2 separate regions of the Mus musculus genome follow, and region 1 is linked to region 2. The links are chromatin contacts, called in public Hi-C maps. All regions are on one chromosome and are shown on one strand. Each heading gives the region's core, a stretch centred on a gene start, on an enhancer-like site or on the middle of the called end of the contact. The rest is flanking DNA. Distances are from core to core; before and after follow the strand shown.

Region 1 (7,502 bases), core at 1,206-3,705, 100 kb after region 2:
TGGACACAGTGCTTAATGATTTGTCTACATACAGACTCTGTCATGTGTCCACTGATGCATATCATGTGTCTACACTTTTCATTCTGGATGGCCTTAAGATACATCTTAAGTACCTTTTGTACATCTATGAGTCATTTTGTCAAAGTTGTAGTGAAGATAAAATAGGAGATTTTATTTTATGTGTATGGGCATTGTGCCTGCATGTATGTCTGTGTACCCTGTGTGTACTTAGTGCCCACAGAGGCCAGAAGAGTGTTGGATCTCCTGAAACTGGAGTCACCTGCTGTGTGGGTACTGGGAATTAAACCCAGGTCCTCTACAACAGCAATCAGTTTATGCTGCTAGCCACTGAGCCTTCTCTTCCATCTCGCCCCCCAAAAGATGATTCAAAGTCCATGTAGGTTCAATTTAATCTTTAATTTAGATGGGCATTCTTCTTCATTGAAATAAATATGTATGCAATATGTCCTGTGTTGGGAGCCATGCCTGTCACTGGGGACAAAGCAGTGAGAGCTATGTTGTGTGTTCTGTCTGAGGAGACGTGTCTATCCACCATAACCAGGGTTCTGAAGCCACCGTCAGAATTGGGCACAGTGAAGCACCATTAGGGAAGGCTTTCTCTGGACAAAGTGGTGTTTACATACCTGCTGGGTTGCAGTTGGAGATTGGAAGGAAGTAGCCCCAGCTTAAAACTCCAGTTTTTCTATGAGAGTGCTATACCCTTGGGTACTGCTGAGATGAGGAGCAGCACCGGAATGTGGCTGCATTCTGCTGCTAGTTGTCTACCACTCTCTTCCCTCCTGTTCTCAGCCCCAGAAGTTCTGAACAACCAGCGATATGGACTGAGCCCTGACTACTGGGGCCTGGGCTGCCTCATCTATGAGATGATTGAAGGCCAGTCACCATTTCGAGGTCGCAAGGAGAAGGTTAAGCGGGAAGAGGTGGATCGCCGGGTGCTGGAGACTGAGGAAGTGTATTCCTCCAAGTTCTCTGAAGAGGCCAAGTCCATCTGCAACATGGTAAGCTCCCGGTGAGCCAGATGCTGCTCATAGGTTGCTGCCCAGTGGTGCCTCCAGCCTCTGCCTACAACACCTGCATATTGGACAGGATACCCTGTGAATCAAGGAATATGGGTTGACGTGAACACCCATGAGTGTGTGTAGCTTTGTAGAAAAGTCAGCAAAGCATAAAGATGATAGCCCAAGTTGGTTCACAGGCAAGTTCCTGCCCTTGAACTTGGCCTCCTATTCCCTCCACTCTGGATTCTAGACACGGGGGACTGAGGACAAGGACTGCAAGAGAGGTGTTAAAGTCCTTGGAGTTGTTGAACATATTCTCAGTGTTCCATTCACTGTGTAGAACGGTGGTCCCAGCTCAAGTTCTGTATGGCAGCATGTGTGGATGGGCAGGACCTTCAAGTGAAGAGATTAGAGTGACTGGAGTGTGTTGGGGCCAGGTGTGGATACTGGACAGCTAAAGAGGAAGGAGTGATAGGGGCTGTAAGGTTCCCTCAGCCAAGGTGGACACTGTTCCATAGCTGGTCCTTAGGCCCTTCCTTGGGTTTGGTATGGAGTCAGCTACTTCCTGCTCTTGCCTGGCTCTCAGTCTCCTAAGACTCACCACAGGAAGATGCCCTCTGATGCTTTCTGTCCTCAAGTGCCTAGATACACACACTTGTAAGCCAATGTGGCAAAGTACCTTCCTCTGGAGCCATACTACACCCTGAGCAGCAAAGAAGAGAGCAGAGAGCAGAGGCCTGAAAGGGGCCTCTCCTCTCATTCCTGAGTCCCCAAGTAGCCCTGGGAAGGTTCAAGGGAACACATACCAGTAGCTCAGGGTAGAGCTTAGAGAAGACCAAGACTAGAAACTTGAAGTAACTAAGCTTCTACATTCAGAGGACCAGGGATCCCTGGGGGCTTGGCTACTTCAACCACCCCTGCTTGGCCACTTCTGTGTATAGAGCTGTGGTAAGGATGTGGGGCTGGATCTGCCCTCTGATCATATCTAAAAGAGGAAGTGTTCCTCTGCTACTGACATGTGTCAAAGACATGATGAAGAAGGTATGTAACATGTAGACCACAACCCCACAACCTGTTAACCAGTCTCAAAGAAGCACTGTCACAGCGGTGCAGTCGGGATGAGGTAGTGGAGAGATAGACAGCAGGGGTTAGGGATGTGGAGAGATGGCTGCCAGTGGTACTTGTTATGTCATGGTCAGCTGTCTGCGTGATGTAACAAGACTATAAGAGGCATCACATTCTTAGGTCAGGAGTCCCAAAAAGCCTGTCTCAAGAAACATCAATAGGGACATGGACATACTGAGAGAATGGAGCAAACATGATCTCTGCTTCTAACCACTACCACTATCACCACCTCTCCACTTCCCCACAAACCTCCATTTCAACCTCAGGTTTTGTGAGCTGAAGCTCTTGCTGTAACCAGGACCAAAGCTGTCCCTCTCCTGCCCCCTTGTGGCCACCGAGGGAAATGTGTTGGCTGAAAAGTGCCAAATGATTGTACACATGAAAGTACCTCCAGAAACCTCAAGCCTTGCTCTGTCTTCTCTTGGGGTCTTGGATTCTGGTCTGGACTTTGTAAGCCACAGCATCTCAGTCTGGCCACTCTGCTCTTATCCCTTTAGCAGGTGCTGACTCAGGCTACTGCAATACCTGACCTATAAACCATAGAGGCAGCTACACAATCAGCAGGGAAGTTGTTCTCCATTCCATCTTGGCAGCCATGCCCCTTGAGAGAGATGTCCACACACCCAGCTTTCCTGTCCCTTGGATCTAATGCTGAATCTGAGGCTCCTGCTGTGCCCCATCGCTGTAGCTTCTCCACACTCCCTTGAGTCCTTCACCATTTGACTCTCCCAGTCATTCCAGATCATATGTGGTCCCCCACATACAGGGAACTTACTCTGTCTTCTCCCACTGCACCCACACCTTCTCTCTTGATAATGTACGCCTGATACCATCCCTGACACCATATAGGTGGGTGTTCTATTCCACCTGTGTGGTATATTTTAGAAATAGACAAATACTAACTTAATAACCAAGCTTTTCAGATGAAGATATTTTATCCTAAAACCCTGATTTTCTATCACTTCTTTTGGAAAGCAGAAGTGTCGTTTACATACCATTCCTTCCTGGTAGAAGCTGATAAGCAACCCAGCCCTACCTCATCCTTTTTTTTTTCATCTTCTTATCCTTGATGATCCGGCCATCTGCCAGCACAGTAGACTCTAGGGGGCTGCATTAACAGGCTCAGCTACTGCACATTCTTGCTTCTTTGGTGTTTCTTGGAATGGATGGAGCATGGCCCAGTTACTTATGTCTAGAATAGAGAAACTTGGGGCCAGAGAGATGGCTCAGCAGGTAAAGCATTTTTTAATGCAATCCTGGTGATCTGAGTTCAAGTCCTGGAACCTCTGTGACAGGTAGAGGGACAAAGCTGACTCTACAAAGTTGTCCTCTGATCTCCATACAAATGCTGTGGCACATACATCGACACACAATAAGTGAACAATATAAAAAATACAATAAAATAGAAAAGAGAAGCCCAGAGGGTAGGCTCTAACCTGAGCCACCAGCCTGAGAGTATACACAGGGCAACTGAAAGCATGACAAAGATATGATCTGATCCTGTCCTTGCTGATGCTTCAGTTCTTCTAACTGGGGAGACATCCTCCTCCAGACTGAGTTTTAGGGGGTGGCACTGGGGAGGCTAGAGCTACAGTCACAGATGTTCCTTTGTCCTTCTGGCCTATGGGCAGATGGAAAGGCCCAGTCATATGACCTCACGAGACTCTCTTGTCACAGCTGCTCACCAAAGACTCGAAGCAGAGGCTGGGCTGCCAGGAGGAGGGGGCCGCCGAGGTCAAGAGGCACCCTTTCTTCAGGAACATGAACTTTAAGCGCCTGGAGGCTGGGATGTTGGACCCTCCCTTCGTTCCAGATGTGAGTAGCCACTATTGCTCCTAGGAGCTCTAAAGTCATCTCTCCAAGCTGTGTTTTCTATCAGACCCTGAGTTTTGCCTCACACAGTGCCTCAAATCAGCTAACCCATCTGGACTACCAAAGATTGCTCACTGCTCCTTCCTATACTCGACTACTTTGTGGCAGTGTTACAGGTCTCAGTGTCAGAATATGTACAGATGGGGTGTGAACTGGTTGTTCAGAGATTTAGGTACTCTCTCCAGAATAGGGCACCTAGACAACCTTCAGGTCCTTTTCTGTCCAGTGAAGTCCAAGACACCTCCCCTTTCTGAATCTGCCAGATATGTTATATTGAAGGTTGAAATGAGACCAAAATGGAAAATGAGTATTGAGGACCATCTCAGTTTAACTGAGCATCTACTGTCCGGTTCAATTAGGATTCTCCTTGGAGACACTCCACTGGGTCTGTATAACCCACGTTCACACTCACAAAGGAGCCCCACCCAGCAAGGTCTTTTTATGCTTCTATACTTTAAGTCCCAGCAGATTAAGGATCCTTGTTGGGGCCTTGGGGATGGAGCCAAGAACTGTGGACACTACAGAAACATTGGAGATGGGAACTAGCTTGTGTTAGCTCATGAAAGTTGACAGATGTGGTACACATCTCTTCTCAGCCCCCTTCTCAGACACCTCAGGACAAGTGCCTTCAGTAGATCAAGATGGGAGTGTTGACACCTTAACAACTGGAGAATATTACAAAGCAGAACTTTCCAAGACCCCTCTCCCAGAACCATTTGTTAACATTTGTGTGCACAGCACTGAGGAAGTAAGGAACACTCCTTGCATCTTTGGTGTTCTCCTATAAGTGAAGGTTCCCTGATCATCTGGGTAGGGATGGCAGCAGCAGATGTGGGGAGCCAGGACTAGCTACTGGATGCTGAACAGTGTCTATGGTCACCCACTGGAGACCTCTGTAGCCAGATGTGGCATCCACATCATAGGTCCAACCAGGGATAAAAAAATTTTTTTGACATTAAAAAGATTAAATCAGTAAGTACTACAAACCCCACATGAGAGAAAGTTCACAGTTGATTTGGAAATCATGGCAGTGACTCTCAAAATGGTTGCCCATTTGGAATCATCTAGGGAGTAAGAAAAGTACTTATCCTGGTTTGGGGATGTAGCTCAATTGGTAGAATGTTTCCCTAGTATGAATGGAGTACTGAGTTTGATCTCTAGGGGTGATAGTACACATCTGTAATCCCAGCACTTAGGAAGTGGAAGCAGAAGGATCAGAAATTCAAAATCATCCTTAGATGTACAGCCTGTCTGAGATGTTAGCCTGGACTACACAAGACCCTATCTCAAAAATGGGGAGAACAGCTGAGAAGATAACTCATCAATAAAATCCTTGCTTGCATTGCTATCCTCAAAACCCACATGAGAATCTCTGGGGCTCCAAACCAATTAGAGGCCTGTCTCAAAAGGAAGTGTATGGTGTTCCTAAGGATGGCACCCAAAATTGTCCCTGATCCCACAAGAAGTACTAATCTTATACCCAGGTCTCAAGTGGTCTTGGACCAAGCTTGGTCCATCAGAATTTTTCAAATTTTGTTTGTTGTTTGGTAGGTATTTTTAAGTTTGTTTAGAGCTGTGGTATAGCCACTAGCATCCCTAGATAATGTCTAATAGAGTAACAGAAAGGACACCACAGTTGTAGGCTGGGGCTTCGAAGCCTCCTCCTGTCCTTGGGCTACCTATTGCTGTGGTGATGGGATGAGATCACTTGTGACACAGGATATATTTCTCAACCTCTCCACATGCTCCAAGCTTTGTGCCCAGGCTCCAAGGAATGCATCATGAATAGGATACTGGGTTATTTCTACCATGGAAATCTCAGTCTGAAGAAGTGAAATATCAGCAAACACCCCTTAATAAAATTGGGACTAGGAGGTGGAGAGGGAAGGGGAGGTAGTGGAGGCATACTCAGAGTACTGGCTAGGCAGAGTTGAAAAAAAAATCTTCCAGGTCATGGAATGTTGCTTGGGAGGCAGCATCTCTGGTAATCAATGCAGCTAGCCATCTGGGACTGTCCTTGCCAAAAGTCTGAATTACTGAATAAACAGACATATTTTGTTACCCTGGGTGTGACAATGCGCACCCCCAGTAGGTTTCCAGGGCTACTCAGTGTACTGTATAGAGGTCAATATTCCCTCTCCCTGGTCCACAGTAAATGGTCCACATGGCATATGTCCCCTGTTCTGGGCAGCCAAGGCCCTTAGCATATCATTGGAATAGGTGATGAGGGAAGATTGTGGGCCCCAGAAACGGAAGACCCTTGTAAATTCCTGAAAGTGACCTGCCCCTATCTTGTCTGCCCACAACCACCTATTCATAGTTCTTCTTCTATCACCTCAGGTAATAACCACATCCATAATTCATAGGCACTGTTACTGGCTTAATCTTTTTCACTTCACTTGACTTTTTTCAAAACCAAAATAAATGTATCTCAAAAGGAAACTCTCTAAGAAAATAATAGCCATACGATGGTAAGTTTTGGCTTGTTAAGATTGTATCTCTGAGAACAATCACAACTCCAAAGGCCTGAACACATACCAAGGCCAGCTACATGGGCTTAGCATGTGCAGTCATCCTGGCCCTATTTAGCTTAATTCTCTATTAATTGCTGTCTTAAAATCTAATACTTTCTGAGCAGGGGACCCTATGTTTTATTATTTATTTTTAACTTTTTTATTCACTTTACATCCTGATCACAGCCCCACTCCCTCTTCTCTTTCCAGTCCCACCCTTACAAATCCCTCCCCAGATAAGGGGAGCTCTCCTGGGTTACCACCCTACCCTGGGGCATTTAGTCCCAGCAGGTCTAGGCACATCCTCTTCCACTGAGGCAGGGCCACATTGTCACAGCAACTCATACTCAGCACAGCAGCAACATTAAAACAGTATTATGGCCCAGGGGTTTCCATTATCCCTATTTGCAGGAATAAAGCTAAGGCTCTGAAGATACATGTGGCTTTTCCCAAGGCTCCTAAATTTCACAGTGAGGACTACCCGACATAGAGTCTTGATTAAACACATGGCTTACTGCCCTGCATGAGAAGGACCTGGAACATATTCCTGCTAGGGCCGTGCCGTGTAAACCCAGGCTGTCTTCTTTCTATGACACTATGTTTTGAGGCAGAGTCCTTCTTGTGCTTTTGCTCTGGTGCTGGGTTCAAAGCATCCATTCTCTCTGTAGAGGAACGAACCACAAATCCCAAACTGTGATGAGTGTAACCCCTTATCCAAAAGAAAAGATATTTGAAACAGTGCTATCTTCCTGATGCTTTTAGCTTCTTGGTGGCCAAGACAGCTGATGGGTGAGGTGCCCAGAGATTCCAGAAAGTGTGAACTTAGACACAGAGGTAACCTCTCATCTATTTGCACTTACCTAGAAAGAGACCACAAGTCTATGTGATCTATGTGTATAAGCCATGGTAAGAAGGAGCTCTGGACTGGGCAGCTGGGCACCTCCAACTCTCATCTCACTAGAACCTGGTCCCT
Region 2 (6,996 bases), core at 2,607-5,106:
TGCAGGGATGCTCATGTCTGTTCTGCTAGAGACACATAGTGCCCTTCAGGTGCTCATTCTGAGGTCCTCGAAACTTGTAGAAAGAGCAGTTTCTTTAGAGAGAGATGTTTGGCAACTCTCTCTCTCCCTCTTTTCCCCTTCCCTCCCTTCCTCTACTCTCCCCTCCCTTCCTGTTTCCTCCCTTCTTTACATCTTTCTCTATGTTTTGTTGTTGTTATCTCTTTTTGAAAAAATCTGGAAAGCTTGATCTAGAGCATGATGTGAACCCTAGTGTTGCTGTGCAGCCCTGCCTTCTCCATCAGACATGGTAGAAAGGCTTGCCATTGCCTGGTGCAAGGGGCAGCTCACCATTCTCTACCTGAGCCTTTCAGTGGGGACACAGAAATTGTCTCTGTCTTCCCCTTGTTCTTTCAGTGGAAGGGGATAGTGAGACTTCTCTACCAAGTTTGAACCAACTGAGAGAACTTTCTAGAGTCCAAGGATAAGCATCATTACTGTGTCTTTTTCTTTTTAACAAAGAAGTTGTTAAGTATTTACATTTTTATACCTCATATTGGATGTCCCAACCTCACAGCTACCCACTATGTCCTTGTGAGTATAGGATGTGGGACACTGGTACTTACTCAGGTAATTGAGGAACAGTGAGAAAAAGATGCTGATGTGGATCAAGCACTCACAAGGGTGGACATGAGACACGAGAAGTAGTGGGCTATATTACCAGTGCCTGCCTGACTTCCGTGACATTTCTAGCAGTGTTGGGACAGATCTGAACATCCTGATAATGGAGTGCGTGTGGTTAGAGTGTGTGGTGGTAGTGGTGGAGTAAGGATTTGGTTAATTAAAAACATGGATCAACTTGTAATCAGAATATTTAGTTGTCTCATAGCAGCTCTGAGCCCTCAGTTCTGTCATTTACAAATAGCTTTACTAAATAAGGATGGAATTATAATAGGGATGCTGGTGATAATGATAATGGTGATCATTGCAATGAAGATGATGGTGGTAGTGATGATGATGGTGGTGGAGGTGGTATTGGAGATGGTGTTATTGCTAGTCAAGAGGGATGCTGGTGATAATGGAGGTAGTTATGTCTGGGATAGCTATGATGAAGATGGGGGTGATGTTGACTACCACATTGAGTGGCACTTATATTGTGCCAGTATATTGTGCCAGGTACTTTGAACTTGAGGTGCTGGTTTTTAACACAACAAATCAAAGTGGTAACAGTTTTTTTCCTGTGTAAATGCAGGAAAAAACACAGAGTGAGTTAGCAATGCTAGGCTCAGCACAGTGGCACTGTTTATATTGCAGTTAAGATGCTGTAAGCTGATGTGTAACATCATGACTGCCACCCAAGGATGCATCCTCCAGTGCTAGCTCTGTCCTTGGGTAAGAGTTTCCCAAGGGGCCTTCCTCAGCTGTGCATTTCTTCCAAGTTGTGCCAGATACTTTTCTCAGGCTTAGTTGCTGGTGCTAAGGAGGCCTGTCTCCTTGTCCCCATGGTGACTGGTAACCAGGCCTTGTGTTGGTTTTGGTTTTTCTAATTTGAGGTTGTGGGATCCCCTGGTTGTGGCTGAGGTTTTTCTGCTCCTGAAACCCCAACTGTGGTGTGGCCATGAGGTGGGGCCTAGAGATGCTGGAACCTGCTACAGACCACAGACCCCACATGCCCTGGGCAGTACACCATGCCTCTTCATGCTCTAGTCTGGAAGTTTTGGATTCTTCTAGCTGGAAACTGCGGTACCATGGAATTTTTTTTGGTTAGAACTGTGTGTCTTCATCTCACCACATCCAGTTCTGCAGAGGCAAGGACTGCTGGGAGGCCTAGGATGTGCTGAGACTCCTGGTCCCACCACAGCTTCTGCCTGATCATTGAGATCGTCTGTTACAACAGAAGCCCCTAATAAAAGTGCCAATAAAAGAGCAGACTATTAGGCAGACCAATTGGCCTAAAAATAGTCTGTTTTGAGTCTGTTTTGCCTATAGTTCTTCTGACTTCTCTCTCTGCCCACCTCATCCCTGTCTTACCTAGTTTTGTCAGGCTGCTCCATGGCCTGATTCTTCATCTCTCAGACTGTCAAGAATATCAGTGGAGTGTGAATGACCCAATCTTATGTGACCTTGGGCTCTTCCTGAGTCTCTGAGCTGGCTCTTCCAGGTACCTAGGGTTGGCTCTGCCATGTGGTAGGATCAGGGTTAGATAGGAAGCTGCTCTGTGTTCCTAGAACTCTCTACTTCTTTATCCTGCCCATCTCTGGAGTTGTATATCTAGCTGGGAAGTCCCCAAACACTCAGACACCAAGACCCAAGATGGTGTTTGTAAATGAGAATAATCCCCTTAAGTTTATAGGTATGACTAGTTGGTTCCCAGTTGGTGGAGATAGTTGGGAAGAATTAGGAGGTGTGGCCTTGTTAGACTTGCAACATTCTCCATGTGCTTTCTCTGCCTCATGCTTGCGGATCAAGATGTGAGCTCTCAGCTGTTCTTCACACCTTTGCTCTGCAGTCATGATCTTTAACACTCTGAAACTAAGTCTAGTTAAATGCTCTCTTTATAAGCTCCCTCGGTCATGGTGTTTTATCATAGCAATAGAAGAGTAACTAAGACAAAGGCCATGTCTCTTCAGTATTCCTGCTTGTCCTTGACTAAAGGAGAATGGACTTTAGTTATCCAGAGTCCATGGCTTATACTTACTTAGGGACTGTGGTACATGCATGCTTTAGGCAGCCCTTTCTGTGAGGGTTTCTTCTAGATACATTCATCTGGGATAGTAATGGTATATGGGGTAGATGAATCCTTAGAACTCACCTGAATGTAAAGACCTAAGTAGAGTCTAACCACACACACTTCTCAGGCAGCATTGTAGCATCACTATCTAGGTGTTGGCTGGGAGCAGGTGGGTAATTGGCCTTTTGAGCCTGGAAATACAACAGAGCGACCTATAACACAGCATTAAGGCATGTAAGAACCTCTCAGACCATGGCCAGAGTATATTGAGAATATCTCTGATTTCTACAGCTTTCCTATATGTTATTTAGTTTGCATAATAGAAGGGCTCACCTTGATGAGAATCTATAACAAACTGGTCACTTGCATAGACATAACATAGACCTTACCAAACCATAGGCCTTTAATCTGTAGGGGGGTGCTTCCAGGAAGTCTAAGGTCTGTGTACACTAGGTCTCTATCAGCAGTATTCCAAAAAAACTTTGGAGGATGAGCAAATGGCTTCGGTGGCTCCCATGCCCCCTCGAGTCATACCTGCCACCACTAGTACCTTTGTTCTAACTTGCTTGCATGGCCTCCTTTCCATTCACGGTGATGGGACCTATCAGACTGTTGCAGACTCCAGGCAAGAGCATGATGCGTGGCCTCAAGAGAGAAGAAGAGCCAGCCAGTCAGATTTCCTCAGGGACATTATAACCAGCACAGGAAGATAGAAAGCTGGTGAAAGGTCGTGAGAACTCTGTGGATTTAATAATGGCCAATTATCATGTGATGCAAGGCAGACAAGACACAGACAAATGGGATAGTTTTCATGGCAAGTCAGAGCCTTGATCACCAAATTTTGGAAGTGGGGGGATTATTTTCAGTAGACATGTTCAAACTCCTGTGTGTTTCTATAGATCCTATTTAGAAGTAGACTGTGTGATGAGAAATCAGAGAACAAGAAAGTTTCTAAGAAGTGCAAGCACTTATCCCATATCCCTGGTGCTGCTCAAGAACTTTGCATCAGACTCACAGGCTCCTAGTCCCTCTGAGTTGAGCATTGGAAGCGTCCTTGGGCTGCTGCTTCAACAAGTGCTGTAATAACAACAGAAGAGCAAGAAGAAAGCTATCCGCAAAGCTTTCTCTAGCTTCCCCTTTCACTCATTTCTTAAAAGAGGAAATGAGCATCAGTCTTATAGTGTCACTTGAGCCTTTGCTGGAGTTGTGACACAAACTCTGATGATTTGAGAGTCTTTCCTTTCTGTGACTCTATTTTTTCATCTGCAAAATGGATTCAATAATTAGGATCTATCTATCACTAGGGTTATATGAAGAGTAAAAGAGGATACCATGTTCCCTGGCCCTGAGTGTGTAAGAAACACCACATATCTTTAACTTCTAAATTAAATAGCTGAGTTTGGTGGCACAATCATTCAGGAGGCAGAATGAAGCCCATCTATCTCTTTAAATTCAAGGCCAACCCACAGAGAGTTCCAGGCACCCCAGGGTTACATAGTAAGGCTCTGTCTAAAAGGCAATAAAAGTAAAAGAGACATAAAGGCTAACTGTTATTACTTGGCAAGTCCTGTATAATATTCACTGCTGAGGCATACTTTCCCATGGAAGGGTTCTTGATTTTGTTGGTTCCCTCCTTCCTCCTACCATTCCCTAATCAGAGGAAGAGGAGATGATTACTTGGTGGCTAAGAAAGCAAAAACAAGAAGGTGGCATTTGATAAAAAGTGCTTCCAGAAACTGCACCATGAAGAACCTGGAAGGACACTGAGGCTCCTGGGTCCAGAAACACACATACTTTCTTAGTGTGCTCCCTCCCAGGCTTTGCCCCTGTACTCCTTCCCATTCAGGCTTAAGGCCTATCCTCTTGGTCCTTTGTGGCTTTCTTTCCTTAGAGCCATAAGCGAGCATAGTTCAACTGGCATCTCAGCCCTACATCTTGTCCCTTATTTGTAGTGGGAGCCATCCTGCCCATCTCTAAGCCATCCTCCTTCTGAGGCTACCCATTCCCATGCTTCCTCTCCAGCTCTGACCACTACTCTCTGGTAGTTCATCGAGCTTTAATGCTTGGAATGAGCTGTAACCTTCATAGTGACAGAGACTGGGTTGTCTTTATAGGCTGTAAGAATACAGTGGAGAAGCCAATAAAGACAGAGACTCAAGGCTGCTTGAATCCTTAGATGACTATGAGCTAGTGCTTGCAGTTGTGACAGTGTTGGTTTGGTGAGCTTCTCTCACTAAGTACAGGATTTTGATCTGTGAGTGAGACTCAAGGTACAGCTAGTACATAGGCCTACAGTAAAAGAGAGGTTGTCATTAATTCCACAAGCAATCATTTCTTTTCCTGCTAAGTAGCCATGAAGAAAGCTTGCAGTTAACAAGTATTGTGTTAACCACATCATTGTCTCCCTTTACCCCTTTAAGGAGGCTGAGTGCCAGACAGGGCTCTGCTTTTCAAAGGCATTATGAAAAGTGGCTGTTGGAACTATACTAAGAGTCCAGGTGTGACTTTGGCAGATAGAGGGGTAGGAAAGGTAAAGACTAGAGCCTGAAAGAAATATGTGCCTGAGATAAAGCACACATTCACATCTAATCAGCAGCCACTGAGTATTTACCATGGGCTAAGAGAGAATGGCAGAAAATGCAAGACCAGGTATCTTAGGGTTTCATTGCTGTGAAGAGACACTATGACTGTGGCAACTTTTAAAAGGACAGCATTTAATTGGGGCTGGCTTACAGGTTCTCAAGTTCAGTCTATTATCATCAAGGTGGGAGCATGGCAGCATCCAGGCAGTCATAGTGCAGGAGGAGCTGAGAGTGCTACATCTTCATCCAAAGGCCTCTAGGAGAAGACTGGCTTCCAAGCAGCTAGGATGAGGTTCTTAAAGCCCATGCCCACAGTGAAATACTTCCTCCACCAAGGCCATATCTCCAAACCATCACACTAGGTCTCTGCTACTATATGTCTACTATCAGTAAAGGCAAGCTCACCAATTTCTTAAAACACTTTTTATACACTGAGTACAGGTCTGACTGTTAGTGGTCATTCACATGCAGTGCTCAAATGAGTCAATGGAAATGTGCTGAGAGAATAGATGAATGATCATAAGCTGATATGTATGTTCAAGAGACAGACTGAGCAACCAACTAAAGCTCTGTTGAACCATATGGATAAGGTGATATCCTTTAGCTGACCAAGTCAGGATGGTGATACAAGCTGAGACTGGAAGTAAGGGTGAAGAACATTAAGAAAAGTAGGAAGGGGGTATTCCTGGCAGAGCAGTGCAAAGGCTCTGAAAGCAGTGGTCCAGAGAGAAATAAAGCGAGGCAGAAGATGATCAGGATTGAATGTGACCAAGGAAAATGATCTGAGCCTCTGGGTTCCCAGGTGGTTAAGCCTGGGGAAATAACTAGCTGTTACTGCTGGGTCCTGACTGGGCCCTTTGAAGCAGAGAGGTAGGATATACGGTTCTAGCCCCTTGTAAGCCTGACAACCCACTAAAGTAGGGCAGCAGGCCTAGGGGCAACTGTGGCCAGGATGATGGAAGAATTTGTGCAGTAGCAGGATTGGGCATAGCTTGTCTATATCTTATGATACAGAGAAATAAGCTAGGTGGTAGTGGTGTGCATCTTTAATCCCAGAACTTGGGAGGTAGAGGCAATCTGATTTTTATGAGTTCAAGGACAGCATATTCTATAGCACTGAGTTCCAGGATAGCCAGGACTTGTTTAGCCTAGAGAAATCTTGTCTCAAAAAAAACCCAAACCAACCAATCAGTCAAAGAAACAAACAAACAAAACAGACCAAAATAAAAAAATCCAAAAATCAAGTTCTATTGAAACAATAAAAAATGTTAACACTTTCAGTCATTAAATATGTAATTTAGGGGGCTCAGCAGTTAAGATCACTGACTGGCTCTTCCGCAGGTCCCGAGTTCAAATCCCAGCAACCACATGGTAGCTCACAACCATCCATAATGAGATCTGATGCCCTCTTCTGAGGTGTCTGAAGACAGCTACAATGTAATTACATATAATCAATCAATCAATCAATCCTTTAAAAATATATATAAATATGTAATTTAACCCAACAGACTACTTGGCCTGTTTGTCTGGAAGTGATGACCTTTAAAACATTAGGTATTGTTACAGTCTGCCTGAGTTATAGAAGAATCATTTATTATGGGATCCTTAGCAGAACTAAAGGGCCAGATGTAGGTGTGGAGGTCATTTTGTGGGGGAAAGAACACCCCTGTCCAAAGTATCTTGTAT

The links. Hi-C and Micro-C count contacts between places; a contact is called where the count stands out from the background.
Region 1: a contact with region 2 is called in a Hi-C map of pre-pro-B cells, with 4 times the contacts expected there. The contact joins two enhancer-like sites. A contact is called at or near these places in 5 of 39 promoter capture datasets (the 3T3-L1 cell line, 3T3-L1-derived adipocytes, the C10 cell line and 1 more), 2 of 15 datasets of contacts at CTCF or cohesin (CD8 T cells and pro-B cells), 8 of 484 Hi-C or Micro-C datasets (the HL-1 cell line, Th1 cells, bone marrow-derived dendritic cells and 5 more) and 3 of 115 datasets of contacts at active chromatin or transcription factors (embryonic stem cells, fibro-adipogenic progenitors and heart atrium).

What each region holds. Positions count from the first base shown.
Region 1 is chr19:61,082,251-61,089,752 of GRCm38.p6, forward strand. It overlaps Grk5 (G protein-coupled receptor kinase 5), which reads left to right. Exons shown (of 16, transcript NM_018869.3): 12 at 811-1,019; 13 at 3,822-3,959. It also overlaps a transcript of Zfp950 not described here. Among named protein-coding and RNA genes, the nearest start is that of Zfp950, 55 kb to the right of the region's middle. Within about 2 kb of position 2,456, at least 120 of the 459 cell types and tissues checked have an H3K27ac peak or open chromatin away from gene starts, as enhancers often do. A contact at or near this core is called in pre-pro-B cells and pro-B cells, where this site is marked.
Region 2 is chr19:60,978,240-60,985,235 of GRCm38.p6, forward strand. All of the region lies in intron 1 of Grk5 (G protein-coupled receptor kinase 5), which reads left to right. Among named protein-coding and RNA genes, the nearest start is that of Gm22520, 32 kb to the right of the region's middle. Within about 2 kb of position 3,857, at least 26 of the 459 cell types and tissues checked have an H3K27ac peak or open chromatin away from gene starts, as enhancers often do. A contact at or near this core is called in pre-pro-B cells and pro-B cells, where this site is marked.